Regions from separate parts of the Oryctolagus cuniculus genome. Here regions 1 and 3 are each linked to region 2. Evidence: chromatin contacts called from public Hi-C data. All regions are on one chromosome and are shown on one strand. The core of a region is the stretch at or near the end of the contact, and the rest is flanking DNA. Distances in the headings are between cores, read along the strand shown. Region 1 overlaps ASAP1 (ArfGAP with SH3 domain, ankyrin repeat and PH domain 1). Region 2 overlaps ASAP1 (ArfGAP with SH3 domain, ankyrin repeat and PH domain 1). Region 3 holds the start of ASAP1 (ArfGAP with SH3 domain, ankyrin repeat and PH domain 1).

Evidence for each region. A called contact is a pair of places that touch in the nucleus more often than the background predicts.
Region 1: a contact with region 2 is called in a Hi-C map of embryonic fibroblasts, with 2.7 times the contacts expected there. The contact joins two enhancer-like sites. A contact is called at or near these places in 5 of 6 Hi-C or Micro-C datasets (ear pinna, embryonic fibroblasts, psoas muscle and 2 more).
Region 3: a contact with region 2 is called in a Hi-C map of an unstated tissue, with 2.0 times the contacts expected there. The contact joins the promoter of ASAP1 here to the enhancer-like site in region 2. A contact is called at or near these places in 2 of 6 Hi-C or Micro-C datasets (ear pinna and an unstated tissue).

The regions. Positions count from the first base shown.
Region 1 is chr6:156,014,683-156,019,381 of mOryCun1.1, forward strand. It overlaps ASAP1 (ArfGAP with SH3 domain, ankyrin repeat and PH domain 1), which reads right to left. Exons shown (of 29, transcript XM_051844826.2): 3 at 2,841-2,967. Among named protein-coding and RNA genes, the nearest start is that of ASAP1, 84 kb to the right of the region's middle. Within about 2 kb of position 3,374, at least 6 of the 8 cell types and tissues checked have an H3K27ac peak or open chromatin away from gene starts, as enhancers often do.
Region 2 is chr6:155,846,569-155,851,270 of mOryCun1.1, forward strand. All of the region lies in intron 5 of ASAP1 (ArfGAP with SH3 domain, ankyrin repeat and PH domain 1), which reads right to left. Among named protein-coding and RNA genes, the nearest start is that of CYRIB, 150 kb to the left of the region's middle. Within about 2 kb of position 3,058, at least 1 of the 8 cell types and tissues checked has an H3K27ac peak or open chromatin away from gene starts, as enhancers often do.
Region 3 is chr6:156,098,069-156,102,609 of mOryCun1.1, forward strand. It overlaps ASAP1 (ArfGAP with SH3 domain, ankyrin repeat and PH domain 1), which reads right to left and starts at 3,245. Exons shown (of 29, transcript XM_051844826.2): 1 at 3,107-3,245. It overlaps LOC127490767 (a long non-coding RNA gene), which reads left to right and starts at 3,578. Exons shown (of 3, transcript XR_007919181.2): 1 at 3,578-4,206.

The DNA.
Region 1 (4,699 bases), core at 2,124-4,623, 170 kb after region 2:
CTGCCTCTTACCCTTTATTTCTGATCCATTGCCTAGAGTGCTCATCACAGGGAGATTTAAATAAAACCACTAACATCTGCACAACACAGCACACTCTCTGCCAAGGAAACACAGTGAAAGGGACAGTATCATACACTGGGGTTCCAGGTTTGAAGATTTAACAGTTTTTTGGTTGAGCTACATATATTTTCCTAAGTAATCCACACAGCAGGAAAGGTCATAAACTGGAAGGCACTTAATTACTAGGAGACTTTTTTTTTAATTGAGAGAATTCCACACTACCCAAATTAATTCCTATCTGGAGTTTCCACATCACCAAAAAAGTACCCAAAAGTTCTATTCCTATGAATAACCACAAAATAACACAAGCCACATTCTTCAAGTTTCCAAATATCTCACTTGTGAAGTATATGCCAACAAGATTTTGTGGTATGCCCCAAAATTTTTCCTTATATTTGGGGTGGTAATCTTGAGCCTTATGTTTTTGAAACACTGAATTGTGATCCACTTAATTATTTATAACATACTCCCTTCCATACTTGTAAGATCAGGGATAAAAAAATAAAATTTGAACTGTAGTGGTTATCCACCAGTAAGAAACTAAGGCATACACTGCACACTTATGCAAAAGGTAACCACTCAGAGTCTCACCTCCAGAACTGGATTCAAGAATTAAAATATGCAGATTAGGGAGAATGATGCCTTAACCCAATACTTCTAGTTCAGAAAAAAAACACAAAATTATTGTGTCATCTTGCATGAAACATTCACTGCTGTATTTCTTAAAACATGAGACTCATCAAAGCACTCTAACATGACACTTTTGAACTTCTAGCCTTGCTCCAATTCCTTCTCCAGTTCATAAGTAACCACACTTTTTTAATGCTTAAATCTGTTTTTCTTCCCAACCTTGCTAAACAGAATTTTCCTCCTTCTCTGCTCTCCACACTGACACATACACAAATCTGTTGCATTTACTCTTATGTTTAGCAAGATCAATAGCAGGTGCGTGTCATTTATCACTAACCCTGACCTAGGAATTGCTGCAAAATATGCACACATTCTCCTAACACCTAGCATCACCAAATACCCTTATCACACCCTGCAAAATACATTAACACTATCTGAACGTGCAGAAACAGAAAGTTAAACTAACTGGCAGCTCTATTAGCAGGCAATGAAGAACTTACCTAGAAAGAAAATAAACGCTCAGTCTAATCAATGTCACATCTTTTAGAGTCATACACTATTAATATAGAAAAAGGATGGAAAATGCGCCAGGTCAGTAAGTTCCAATTTACTACAATTAAGTGAAGGACAGACCAATAATGGGGCTGAATACCTGGCAACTCTGTTTAATTTAAGACAGCAGTAGGCTCAGAGCAACAGACTGACAATTATAAAGACAAAAAAAAAAATCCATTTACTTCTGGCTTTCAAACAAAACCTAGTTAGGCGGCATTTCTCCAACCACTTCAAAATTCACTTCACTCACCCACCACTGACTCCAAAGAGATCTCTAGAAGCATCCCCAAGCAGAGTAAAACATTCAGAGTGGCTCACAGCACGAGGAAGGCAGGCAAGACCCGATCCAGCACTAACAGAATTCTCTCCCCTGCCAACATTTAGGACCCTCATGCTTCCTTCTATCAGCTCTGCATGTGTCCAAGCGTTAGGTATCAAAACCCACATCAACAGCGATTTGCCTACAGAAACCCAAGCATCCCAAGGATATGGAGGGCTGTCCATAAAGGGCTGAAATTGGAAAGTGCTTCTCCAAACCTCACACAACACAATAACCCACCGGAAGAAATCCACGCCCCTTCCTAACTTCCGCCCAGTGCTGCCTTTTACAGGTGGGATAGCTCTGCTTGCTGGGGGTGAGTGGGTGCTGCTTGATGGGGTCTTGAGTTCCAGGGCAAATGCCCTATTTTGAATTGAGTTTCCAGAGGCTTCTGTAATTCTGGGTTTGTGGTTTCCTCCTTACCTAACCTTTCATCCCACCCTGTTAATTCACTTAAAATTTTAAAGGAATGGCTTTGCCCTTGGCCCAGCCCCCAAACACCCCACTGCTTTCGTGCAGGGTGGTCCAGTTCTTTCTGCAGCCTTAGGCCTCGCTACTCCCGGTTTGGTCAGCTCATCCAGACCTCCCTCCACAGCCTGCTAGAGCCCTGCGGGCAAGTCCTGCCCGAGCAGCAGCCCAGAGACCCAGCAGTCTCCAGGTGGGGATCTCTGCGTACGCACCTCTTTTCACCTGCGCTGTTCGCAGTAAGGACTAGCGAGGAGGAGTCCTGGGGCGGAGAAAATCCCAGCCTGAGCTCCTCATTCCTTTGGGATTTTTCCACCGGCCCTTATCTCTGCAGCTGGGTCTGCGGGCGCGGCTGGGCCGTGGAAAGGCGCATTCGCTGCCCGTCTCCCAGTCCCTTGCTAGTGACCTTGGCCACGCCGCTTCGCCTCTCTGCCCTCGGTGGCCTGATGCTACCTACTTGGCGGGTTGTAGGAGGGTTACGACCATGTGGAAGCGCCCAACAGACTGCCAGACCCTCGGGCAGTGTGCAAGATCGGGAGAGGACTTCCCCCTTCCGCGACCCTCGGAATGTCCAGGGCTCGCTCAGTCCTCTCCCCGCGGCCAGTGCCCGGGCCTGGACACTCGCAGGACCCCGGCAAGGCTGCGCACCTAGGGTGGGGAGGGACCTGCACGTCTGAAGCCCCCGGTTCACTCGGACAAGGGCGGGGGGGGGGTCCCAGAGGGGCGTGGCTCCCCCGGCACCCAGGCTGGGAGAGCAGAGCCAGCCTGCAGCGGCCGGCGGGGACCGCGAGCGTCCCCCGGCCCGACCTACCTCCTCCAGCAGCGTGACTGTGTTCCTGCAGTTGTGCAGCCGCGTGGTGAAGCTGGACGTGGTGGGCGAGTTGTAGTCCTCGGTGGTCTCGGCGATGAACTCGGACACGGAGATCTGGTCCGGCATCCTGCCGGGGGGGTCGAGACACAAGCGGGGGCGCGGGGTGAGTCACGGCGCAGGCTCCCGGGGCCGCGGGCCGCCCGGCGGCTCATGAACGCCCCGCCGCAGCCCGCAGCCCGCCGCCGGCGCCCGGCCTGCGTCCCCGGAGGCGGAGGCAAGAAAAGTCCGGCGGGGGTTTAGGAGAGCGGCGGAGATCGGCGCGGGGCCCTTCAAACTCCGAGCCACGCGCGAGGCAGGGGGCTCTCAGGGACCCGCCTCCCTCTGCTCATGCCGGCGACGGCGGCGGGAGAGGGGTCGGGGATCGGCGGGCGTCGCGCGCGCGGGGCAGATCGGGCGGCTCGCCCAGCTCCTCGGCAATCTGACAGGCGACCGCGAGGGCCCGACTGACTGACTGACTGGGCGCGCACTCCCGCGGGCGGCGCTTCCAGCTCCAGTCACGGGGACAAACAAGGAAGTGCTCTGCGCACGCGCCGCCGCCCCTCCGCCCGCGCGCCGCCCCCGGCCCGGCCCCCGCCCCCGCCCCCGCCCCCGCCCCCGCCCCGCGCGCGCCGCCTCGCGGGCCTCGTTCCGGCCGCGGCGGGTCGCGGGGCTCCGGAAGCCCGCGTCCCCGGCGATCCGTCGCCGGCCGCCCCCGGCGCGGTGACTTCAGAGGGCTCATTAACGCGTTTTTGCCGGGGGGGTGGCGGGACCGAAAAAAGTTGTGCGTGTTCTTTTTTAGTCCCGTGTGGGTGCAGGAAGCGAGGCCGCGAGAGCCGCCTCCTGCTGCGAGGGCCGCGGGCCGGGCGCGGGGCACAGGGGCGGGGAGCCGGCTCGGCGGCTCGGGCTTGCAGCTGACCGCTCGCTCTCCCGGCGCAGGGAGCGCACCGCGTCTGGAAGGCTAGTCCCGTGCAGTGTGCTTGGGTCGCTAAACTACTGGGAGAAGGCAAATGAAAGGTGGTTTTAATTTTTGTAATCTTTCATTTGCGCCTTTTTTTAAGACCTGGAGGAAGGACGATGTCAAGGGGGTGTAAAAGGCATTCCCCGAGGCGCGAATGGTGCTCAACAGATGCCAGATTTCAGCGGAAAAAGTATGAGTGCACTCCTGGCTGAGCCATCCAGCAGACGGCTTTAAAAAATGTTTTTTATTTAAATCTTTATTTGAAAGAGTTACATAGAGGCAGAGAGAGAGGCCTTCCGTCTGCTGGTTCACTCCCTAAATGGCTGCAACAGCGGGAACTGCGCCAATCTGAAGTGAGGGGCCAGGAGCTTCCTCCAGGTCTCCCACGCGGGTGCAGGGGCCCAAGGACTGGGGTCACCTTCTACTACTTTCCCAGGCCAAAGCAGAGAGCTGGATTGGAAGTGGAGCAGCTGGGATTCAAACCGGCACCCACATGGGATGCCGGCACTGCAGGCAGCGGCTTTACTGCTATGCTACAGCTCCAGCCCTGCAGCTTTTTAAAACTAAATCTACTTAGTCCCAAGAATCCTTTTAGTTTCTCGCTACTGACTGCAGATGAAATTCATTTTAAAACGAAGAAAAGGGGGAAAAAAAAAAAAAAGCTAGGCACTTAGGAAGCTTAGCAGTGAGTGGAGCCAACAGGAGAGAAGACAGCAGTCCCTTGGGGCTGAAGGCTGGCCCTGTGGCCTCCCCGGGTTGAGCTCTGCCATCCGGTACGGTACGGTGTCCCTTCAGGTCCTCACCCCTGGCTACAACCGACTAGCCAAAGGCAGGGTTCTTGTCTTAGCCTTGGGCCCAACCG
Region 2 (4,702 bases), core at 1,808-4,307:
CTGATCTGAAGCCAGGAGCCAGGAGCTACTTCCGGGTCTCCCATGCAGGTGCAGGGGCCCAAGGACTTGGGCCATCTTCTACTGCTTTCCCAGGCCAAAGCAGAGAGCTAGATTGGAATTGGAGCAGCCAGGTCTCAAACTGGCGCCCATATGGGATGCTGGCGCTTAACCCAGTGCACCACAGCACCGCCCCCCCTAAAAATATTTAGTAAAATAAACATATATAAGCACACAGGCTTACCACATAGAGTCCACAGTGTCACCTTGAGGAGGCAACACTGTCTTCATGTAACTGACAAGAAAACATTGCCATCTGCTGCCTCCTTCGCCTGCACAGTTCTGTCCCATTTGCTTAGTCTATAACTTCACATTTTGATACTCATTTTTCTCTTGATCCTCACTGATTTTTCAGAATTCAAAGAGTCCATCTAAATCAGGGATGGGGAACTTCTGGCCCACAGGCCACATAAGGCCCATGAAATCATCTGGTCTGTCCCTACCAAGGCAACTGCAGGCATGACTCGAAATTCAACAAATCTTTACGTTGCTAATTTTGCATGGTCCATGTGATTTATAAATATCCAAATGGCTCTGTAGACAGAAACAAGATTCCCCACCCCTGATCTAGATGGTTACTATCATATTCACCATCAGGTAGTTAACATATTTCAAGGCTACTCTTGCAGAAAAGGAATATTCTTAGATATTATGCTTGTGATGCCAACCGCTGCCAGGAAGCCAAATGAAAGCTTTCTCGACTTGTTAGAATCCAAAAGCAAGAAGTTTTAATTCTCAGTAAAATTAAGTGGTGCTTTAGATAAAGTCAAGTAAATTATTAAACTATTCTGTACAAGCAATTCTCTTAAATAGGAAGTGACAGTCAATTTTAGCAAAGGACTTGACTTGGACCAAAGGGGTACACTTGGTTAATGCTGGCTCAGTTTAAGACACAGTTTATAAAGTATTTTCTTGTCTTAATACTGAAGTATGACTCTCCATCAAGTGTGTCAACCACTGCCTTAATGCTGCTTAATATTTCTATTTAAGGAAAATAGTCTCTGGTAGCCTGAGAGAATAGGTTCATAAACATCTACTACCTATTTATGGCTCAGTTCAAGGGTTCCTCTTCCTCAAAGCCGTCCTTGATATCCGCCTTCCCCCTTCCTGGGTGAATTACTGAGTGAACGAATGAATGAACCTGCCTCTGGTGACCTCACCTGGGAAGTGGTAGAGCAGAAGCTCGAACTCAGTTATATCTGACTTCAAAGTTGTGCTACTTCTGCTCATTCTTTTAACTTTCAATTTTTTTAATTGCTTCACATAGCTGGGGCAGTAACTCAGTAAAAAGCCCATTCAATGTTAATGGAAGATATAGTAAGACGCTAGTACACGAATGAATCGGTAGGCTATTTCATGTTTAAACTTAAGGGTATCAAAGGCACCAGAGGGGACAAAATAAAAAGGCAAGGTGTAAAAAAGGAGCCACCCTAAAAAGAATTAGAATTAAAGCCCTGGCCTGAGGCATTGGCATCCCATATGGGCTCCAGTTTGAGTCCCAGCCACTCCACTTCCAACCCAGCTCTCTGCTATGGCCTGGGAAAGCAGCAGAGGATGGCCCAAGCGCTTGGGCTCCTGCACCTGCATGGGAGGCCTGGAAGAAGCTCCTGGCTCCTGGTTTTGGATCAGCATAGCTCCAGCCTTTGTAGCCATCTGGGGAGTGAACCAGCAGATGGAAGACCTCTGTGTGTGTGTGTGTGTGTGTGTGTGTGTCTATTTTGGTAACTGTCTCTTTCAAATAAATAAAATACATCTTTGAAAAACATTAGAAATTATATATTGAAATATAGTTAGAAATAAATGCTAAAAGGGCAAAACTGAACTGCAATAAAGTTGAACAAAGAGACAGTAAATGAAATGGATCACTCAATCCAGCAAAACATCTAGATCACATTTCTCAAAGTGGTTTCACGGAAAGTTAATGTTTCTTATACAACAGGAAAGTCTGTGTTGAAATAAGTTAGAAAGCATTGAATTGGTCAGGCATCTTTATTACAGGATGTCTCCAATAATTTAACAGACCCATGTGTACTGTAAAACCCCCTGGGAAATATGCAGTGCTTCTCAACCCAAAACTCTTATCAAAGAGCAAGGCATGGGATTACAGTTTCAGTCTCACACTTCGATACCCTTGTTCCCAGGCAGGAAAGAACCAGACCCATAGGACATGACAACTGTTGTGCAGGGTGTTCACAGATGAAAGAACCGAAGTGGCTTGTACAATCTATGTTCCTGGCACTGGCTGACGTCAGAGCAGAAGTAGGCGCCCCAGCTGGGCTGCAGGACTTCCCAACCGTCTGGGTCTGGAAGGGGTCACTTGGCCTTAAGGGCCCCAGCACGTGGAGGTGAGCAGAGACTCAGAGGCAACGTGATACTGAAGAATGTCAAAACGATTCAAGACCTAATATTTTGTATGAAACAGCTAGGCAGAATGGGACAATCTGGATGAAAAATGGTAAATCAAAGACGAGTGGAAGGGGTCAAAGGAGTGGGGGAGGGTTTCCCAGATTCTCTGAGTCAAGGAAAGAGCCTGCAACTGCTTTTCACAACCACCTCCAGATCTGGGCCTAGGGTTCCGTAGGCTTCTGGGAGGAAGAGCACGTGGACAGAGGGCTGTGAATGATGATCTTACAACAGTGTTTGTCTTATGCCTGTAAAACCTTTGCCATTGTTTTATTTGCTGCTCTTTTAATTTAAGCTAACTTAAAAGTAAATTCATAGTATGTCCATAGAAAAATGTCTCTACCTCTCAGGAGGCGTATGTGTTGGTTCTGGTAGCTACTTAACACTCTGTGATCTAGTTCCCTCAGCTGTTAACTAAGGACATGATGGTTATTACCCAGTAGGACTGATGTGAGAAGTAAAGGAGGCCATATATGGATGAGGGAGGAACAGTAATTCTCCCCAAACACTACAATTCCTCTCATAGGTGGAGCCACAACACAGTTCAAACCAATGAACTAAAACCTCTGGGGAAGCTGTGAGAAGTCTTCATGTGACTGTCTGGTCTCTCTCTTGCCCTGCTATGGAAAACCCCACTGAGAAGGAGAAGCCTCCATCTGCTCTGCTTAAGTGTCTGAGCCACTGTTAACAGAAAGAGATGAGGAAGTGAGGAGTTACATGGGCTAACGGGCAGTTAGGTTAGTTAACGGCACTTAGCGTTACCAACGCTAGACAGGATTGTAATCCCCACCTTCTGATTAGCTGTTGTTCTGCTCCTCTCCTGATTGGTTAAATATAGGTTTGGTTTTCAGAAAGGGGCCAATCAGACAGATATTTCATGTTTACAAAGTGCAGACACTGGCAAGCTTCTTTGGCAACTCCTCCCTTGGAGCTCCTCTCCTGACTGCTGCTGCAGGAAGTTCCTCACTTTCAATAAATCTTGCCTTGCTCACCATCCCCGTCTGTGTGGAAATTCTTCTTCTAGGTGAGACAAGAACTGAGGTTGCTGTCATTACTATGTGGAACAGATCTTCTCCCTAATACAAAGAGGAAATAAACCTCGACCATGTAAAGCCACAGAGATTTGAGCATTAATATTTTACTGAAGCACATTCTTGTCTATCCTAACCAGTACAGCATGGAGGTGCCTAAGACAGTGTCTTGAATATATTTAGCACAATATAAACGTAAGCTATTGGGGCTGGCATCGTGGTATAGTAAAGCTGCTGCCTGTGACACTGGCATCCCATATGAGTGCTAGTTCATGTCCTGGCTGCTCCACTTCTGATCCAGCTTCCTGCCTGGGAAGGCAGTGGAAGACAGCCCAAGTGCCTTGGGCCCTTGCTATCCACATGTGAGACCTGGAAGAAGCTCCTGGCTCCTGGTTTCAGCCTGGCCTAGTGCTGGCTGTTGCAGCAACCCAGGGAATGAACCAGGTGGAAGATCTCTGTCTCTTGCCTCTTTCTGTAAATCTTGATTTTCAAATAAATAAATATTTTTTAAAATGCAAACTATTATTACACATATAAGCAATAGTAACCATAAGAATAAAAATAATGGGACAAGCATTTGGTCTACCCATTAAGAGGCTGGTTAAGATGCCTGTGTAGCATATCAAGAGTGTCTGGGTTTCAGTTCTGAACTCTAGCTCCTGAGTCTAACCTCTTGCTGGAGCAGACCCTGTAGGCAGCAGTGATGGCTCCAATAATTGGACTCTGCCATTAAGAGCTACCTGGATTGAGTTTCCAGGTCCCAGCTTCAGGCTGGATTAGCCCCAGCTGTTGGCAGACATTTGGGGAGCAGGCCAGTGGATGGGAGCACTCTTGTCTCTCCCTCTCATATAAAAAACATTTTAAAAATAAAATAATGAACTTTACCTTCCTGAAAGCTCTATGAGCAAGACCAGCTGTTCTTTTTTTTGCAGAAGAGGTATGGATAAACATATGTCAAGAATGCCATAAAGTATTCCAGTGCCAACCACTCTCGTTGATAGTCAGTTTCCTTTCATGGTTAATGAAACTGCATCCCCCCCAAAAAATGGTTTCTCTCTTTCTCTTCCCACCACCCCCAAAGTTTTTAAGTTTTAAAAAATTATTTCTGTCTATTTGGAAGGCAGAGGGAGGGAGAGAGAGAGAGAGAGAGAGAGACAGACAGACAGATATTTGCTGTTATTCTTTCCAAATGCCTGCAATAGCTAGGGCTG
Region 3 (4,541 bases), core at 1,995-4,494, 250 kb after region 2:
TCACTGAACTCCTACCCCGACTTAAGTCACCACTGCTCCCTGTGTAATAGGTGGCAGAATCAGTTCGACCTGGGATACAACTGGCCATGCCACACGGCCGCTGCAGCTCTCTCCAGCCTTGCCTTCCCCTCCCCAACTTCCCTCACTCCCTGGAACACATCAATGTGTTCTTCTGTGCATCAATGACTTTGCACATTCCAATCCCTCTGCCTGCAATCCCTCCTCCACATCCTTCCTAACTGGCCACTCCCTTCTCCACTTTCCAATCTCAGAAAGGGCATCCCCTGGCCAAGCTAGGACCCGCTTTGCAGCTGCAGCCCCTGCCGTGGCCCCCGGTTTGTCTTTCTTGCTAGCAAGCAACACCTGCTTCTTGTTGCTGCTCATCTCCCCAGCGGACTGCAAGCTCCCGGAGGGCAAGACCAGATCCTTCTTGTTGTTCATCATTGTCTCATCAGGACGCACAAGGGGGGCTTCCCAGGGAGCAGGTGCTCAATACATGCTTGCTGAATTGATTATTAAAATTGTGAGGCTGACACTGAAAGATGACGCTGGAATGAGAAAGCCTTGGAAACACCATGCTCTTCCTCTCTGACTGACCGGTGCCTCCTCCAGGGAGACAGACACTTAGCAAATGTTTACTGGACACAAGGAAGAGTGACTCAATTCCAGATAAATCTGAAAAGTGCAGTCTTTTCTGGACACGCCTCTCAAAGGGGTTCCTCTCCTCCAAGGGACTTCTTTAAGAGCCTAGGGCAAGGAAGGGCCAGCGCTACATTATAGCAGATAAAACTGCTGCCTGTGGCACTGGCATCCCACATGGGCGACAGTTCAAGTCTCAGCTGCTCCTCTTCCAATCCAGCTCCCCGCTAACGGGCCTGGGAAAGCAGCGGGAGATGGCCCAAATGCTTGGGTACCTGCAACCACAAAGCAAACCAGGAAGAAGCTCCTGGCCCCTGAATTCTGCCTGGCCCAGCCTCAGCCATTGCAGCTACCTGAGAAGTGAACCAGCGGATGGAAACTCAATCTCTCAATCTCTCAATCAATCTCTCTCTCTCTCTCTCTCTCTCTCTGCCTTTCAAATAAATAAATATATGTATTTCTTAAAAAGAGTCTAGGGCATCCAGCAATTACTCAACAAATGCCAGCTGTTACTGTCACTATTGCCTGTGTGGAGATTATTCATTCATTCTTGAGCCCATGCCAGATATAGTGGACAGGAGAGAAGTGAGGTCCAGAAACAAGGAGGGATGGGGTGGGTAGGATCCGCTCAAACACGAGGGATGAGTCGATAGGGACGATGCTGGAGCAGCTGCCCCAGCGAACACGAGTTCCCTTCTTCCACACAGGACTTGATCTGAATGCACACATCCATCCTTGGTCTGCAAGGCTCACAGCAATTGTGAAAATCTGGCTCAGTGCGGCTTGTAAGGACTGGAGAGGTGGAGTGAATTTCAATTTCTTTCACCAAATGGCAAGCTTGCAAAAAAAAAAAAAAAAAAGTCCTTTCTCTCAACATGATCACCTACTAAAAACAAAAACCCAGCCATCAGCGCTCTCGTGAGAAGAAAAATAGATGGATGGCTTAGCTCACAAGAAAGAGGAGTGCTGGAAATGAACCCCAGAGAACATCATAGGGTACGCTACGTGCTACGACACCGCCCTTATTGTGGACTTGAGAGCTTTCAATTTTCCACAAAAGAATGGGATGGAGAAAGGTAACTTCCCATGTAATAAGCCACCCATTTGTATTTCAGGTCCATCTGGAGGTTGAACAGTAAGCGTTGGGCAATTTTTTAACCCTCCTCCTCAAATACGAATTTTGAGATAACGGAACGTCTCACAAACAGCAGGGACAGGTAAGAGAGAACAGAAGGCGCCACACAGGTGAGGGCGGCAAGGCACGCACCTCTGTTCAATCCTGCCCATGGCTGCAGACCTTAATGCGATGCAGGCACAGGGTTCGGTTCCAAGACTCAGAAACCAGTCCTGGCCTTGCCACCCACTAGCCATTGACCGTGGCCATAGGCAACTCAGGTCGGCTCCCTGGCCCTCATCTGTGGAACAACAAGAAGCTGACACGGTTGTTCTCAAGGTTCAGACTGTTGCATGGACGTCCCCAGACTGGACGTAACGCCTGCCACCCAGCAGCCCTCAAATCGCCAAGCGTGAACGCCTCGGGGCGAGGTGTATGTCCAACAGACATACAGCCGGCCTAAACGTGGTTTTACAATCCCGGTCCTGTGGTCATCCCAGAATCAACTGTGCCTAGACAACCCCGCTGGGCAGACCTGGTGGGGGAGGGTGCGCCAAGGGAGAGGGAGTCGGGGTTCCCCTGACAGGGACAGCCAAGGCTGAGGTCAAGTTAACGCCGGCCAGCAGTGGCCCACGGGGCCCGCTGCATGACTGGAGAAACCGCTTAGGGCGTGCGGGAGAAGCCGCCGGACGCCCGCGAGTTTCTTTCTTTTAAACTTCTTGTTGCTTTCAGCAAAAGCAGCAGGTCCCCCAAGTGATCCAAGCGGAACACACCACCCTGTACTTCCCGCGAGGAGACGCCGAGCCCCACGGGGGAAATTTCCCCTCACTTTTCCCTTCGTTTCCTTTCTCTGGTTTGGAGCAAGTGGCCTAGGGCCTGCGTGGCAGCGCCGTGTCCGGGCGGGGAACTTTCCCGACCACGCCAGAGAGACAATGCCGCGGCCAAGCGCCCGCGCCTCCGCGCCGGAGGGCGCCCCCACGGCGGGGTCCCCGGCGCCAGGCGCGCTGCCCCGGCCTCCCTCGAGGAAGGGGGCGCCCAGCCACCCAGGGCGGCCCCCGCCCCCATCGCGGCGCCTCTGCAGAGCCGGGGCTCCCGCGCGCGCAGCCCAGGCCCCCTCTCCCGAGCCGGGGACGCGGAGCCCCTGGGCGGCCTCGGCGGCCCTGCAGAGCGCGGCCGTGCGCACAGCACACTGCCCTCCTCCCCGCTCCGACCCCGCCAGAGCGGGACGCCTCTCCGGGAAAGGACCCGCCAGCCCACCCGGCGCCCCGGCCCGGCCCCGCCGAGCGCGGGGTCAAGCGACCGCGGGCCAGCCCGCCCGGCCCCGCCAAGCCCGCCCGGGTGCCCGCAACTCACCGGGACCGGGCGGGCGGCTGGGCATTATTCCATCGCGGGCTCGGCGCCGGCTCCCCAGCGGCGGCGCACACGCCCGCGCCCCGGCAGCCCTCGGCCGGGCGTTCGCGGCTCTCGGGTCGGAACCGGGCTGCGGCCGGCGGACAGCCGGCGGGGCGGGAGGCGCGGGCCGGGCTGCCCGAGCGCAGAGTGGCCGCCCGCGGCGGCGGCGAGGCGAGGCGAGGCGCGGGAGCCGAGCGCGGCGCAGGAAGGGGCGGGCGACCATGTGCAAGGGGGAGGAGGCGGCGGCGCGAGCGGCTCGCACGATCCCGCTCGGCGGCGGAGGGCGCGGGTTTCAGGAAATCCAAACACTTCGACAGGAAATCGGAATCCTGACTAAGCATTCCCGGCCCGGGCCGCTCCGCGCCGGGGGCTCCCGCCTCACTTAACCCTTGGCCCGCCGGCACGCAGGCACCGGGGCGCAGTGGCCGCAGCGGCTGGGGACGCGCGGGGTCTCCGGCTCCCCTGCGGCGGCGGGCGTCCTGCCCCCGGGTCCCCTCTCCCCCGCTGGCTTCCCTGCGCCTCGCCGGGCGGTGGAAGGGGTGGGATTTATCCCCGGAAAACCTTGGCCTTGGGAGGTGCCTGTCCAAGGCCGGAACAGCGCCAGAGGACCTCAGCCTCACTCCGGTGCTGTGAGGTTTGCTCCCCAGTTTTGATCAAAGAAATGACTTCGCCTCGCTTTGTCCCTGCAGTTTTCTTCATGTTGCCCGGTGCACAAGTAGTGGTAGTGTGGACAGCATCGTGAGGGCTGGGGTCCCTGATCCGGGATGCAGATGGCTCTACCTTTTTTCTTCCCCCTGTGGTAACCTTGAGTCACTTCTCCGAGCCTCAATGTCCTCAAATAAGACAGAGGTTCGATTTGGAAACCAAGTGTTTAGCCATGCTATTCTTGCTATTGCCGTGCAGCGACTCGAGAGAAAAGAGGACTTTAACTTGTGGGGTGTGCCCCGGGCTTATCTGTGCCAACTTACAGAGCCAGAGGCAGCCAGCGGTGTTTCCTCCTAACGATTGGGTGATTATTCTTCTTTGCAGCATTTCGGCAACTGCTCTCTGCAGAGGAAAAGGTTAGTAGCTGGGGCCGGACCCCCTTCTGGTGAAATCTGAAACTCCCGCAAATGTGGGCGTTTGCCCTGAACCTGGGAGTCAGGACGTGGGGCTGGGGCAGGGGGTGTTTGAAAATCACGCTGGGTTTCAGAAGCTTGGGGAAAAGCAGTCAACCTCTGCACAGACAGACTGGATGGCCCGTGCGAGTGAATCACTGTGGTTTCCCACGGAAATGCCACATTTTGGGGGTGCTTTACCTGGGGATGCGGCTTGGTGGTTTGGCTCTAAGTGTTTCAGATTCCTCCGAAACCCAGTCAGACTTTGAAGAGGGAACAACATGACTGTGATTGAAAAC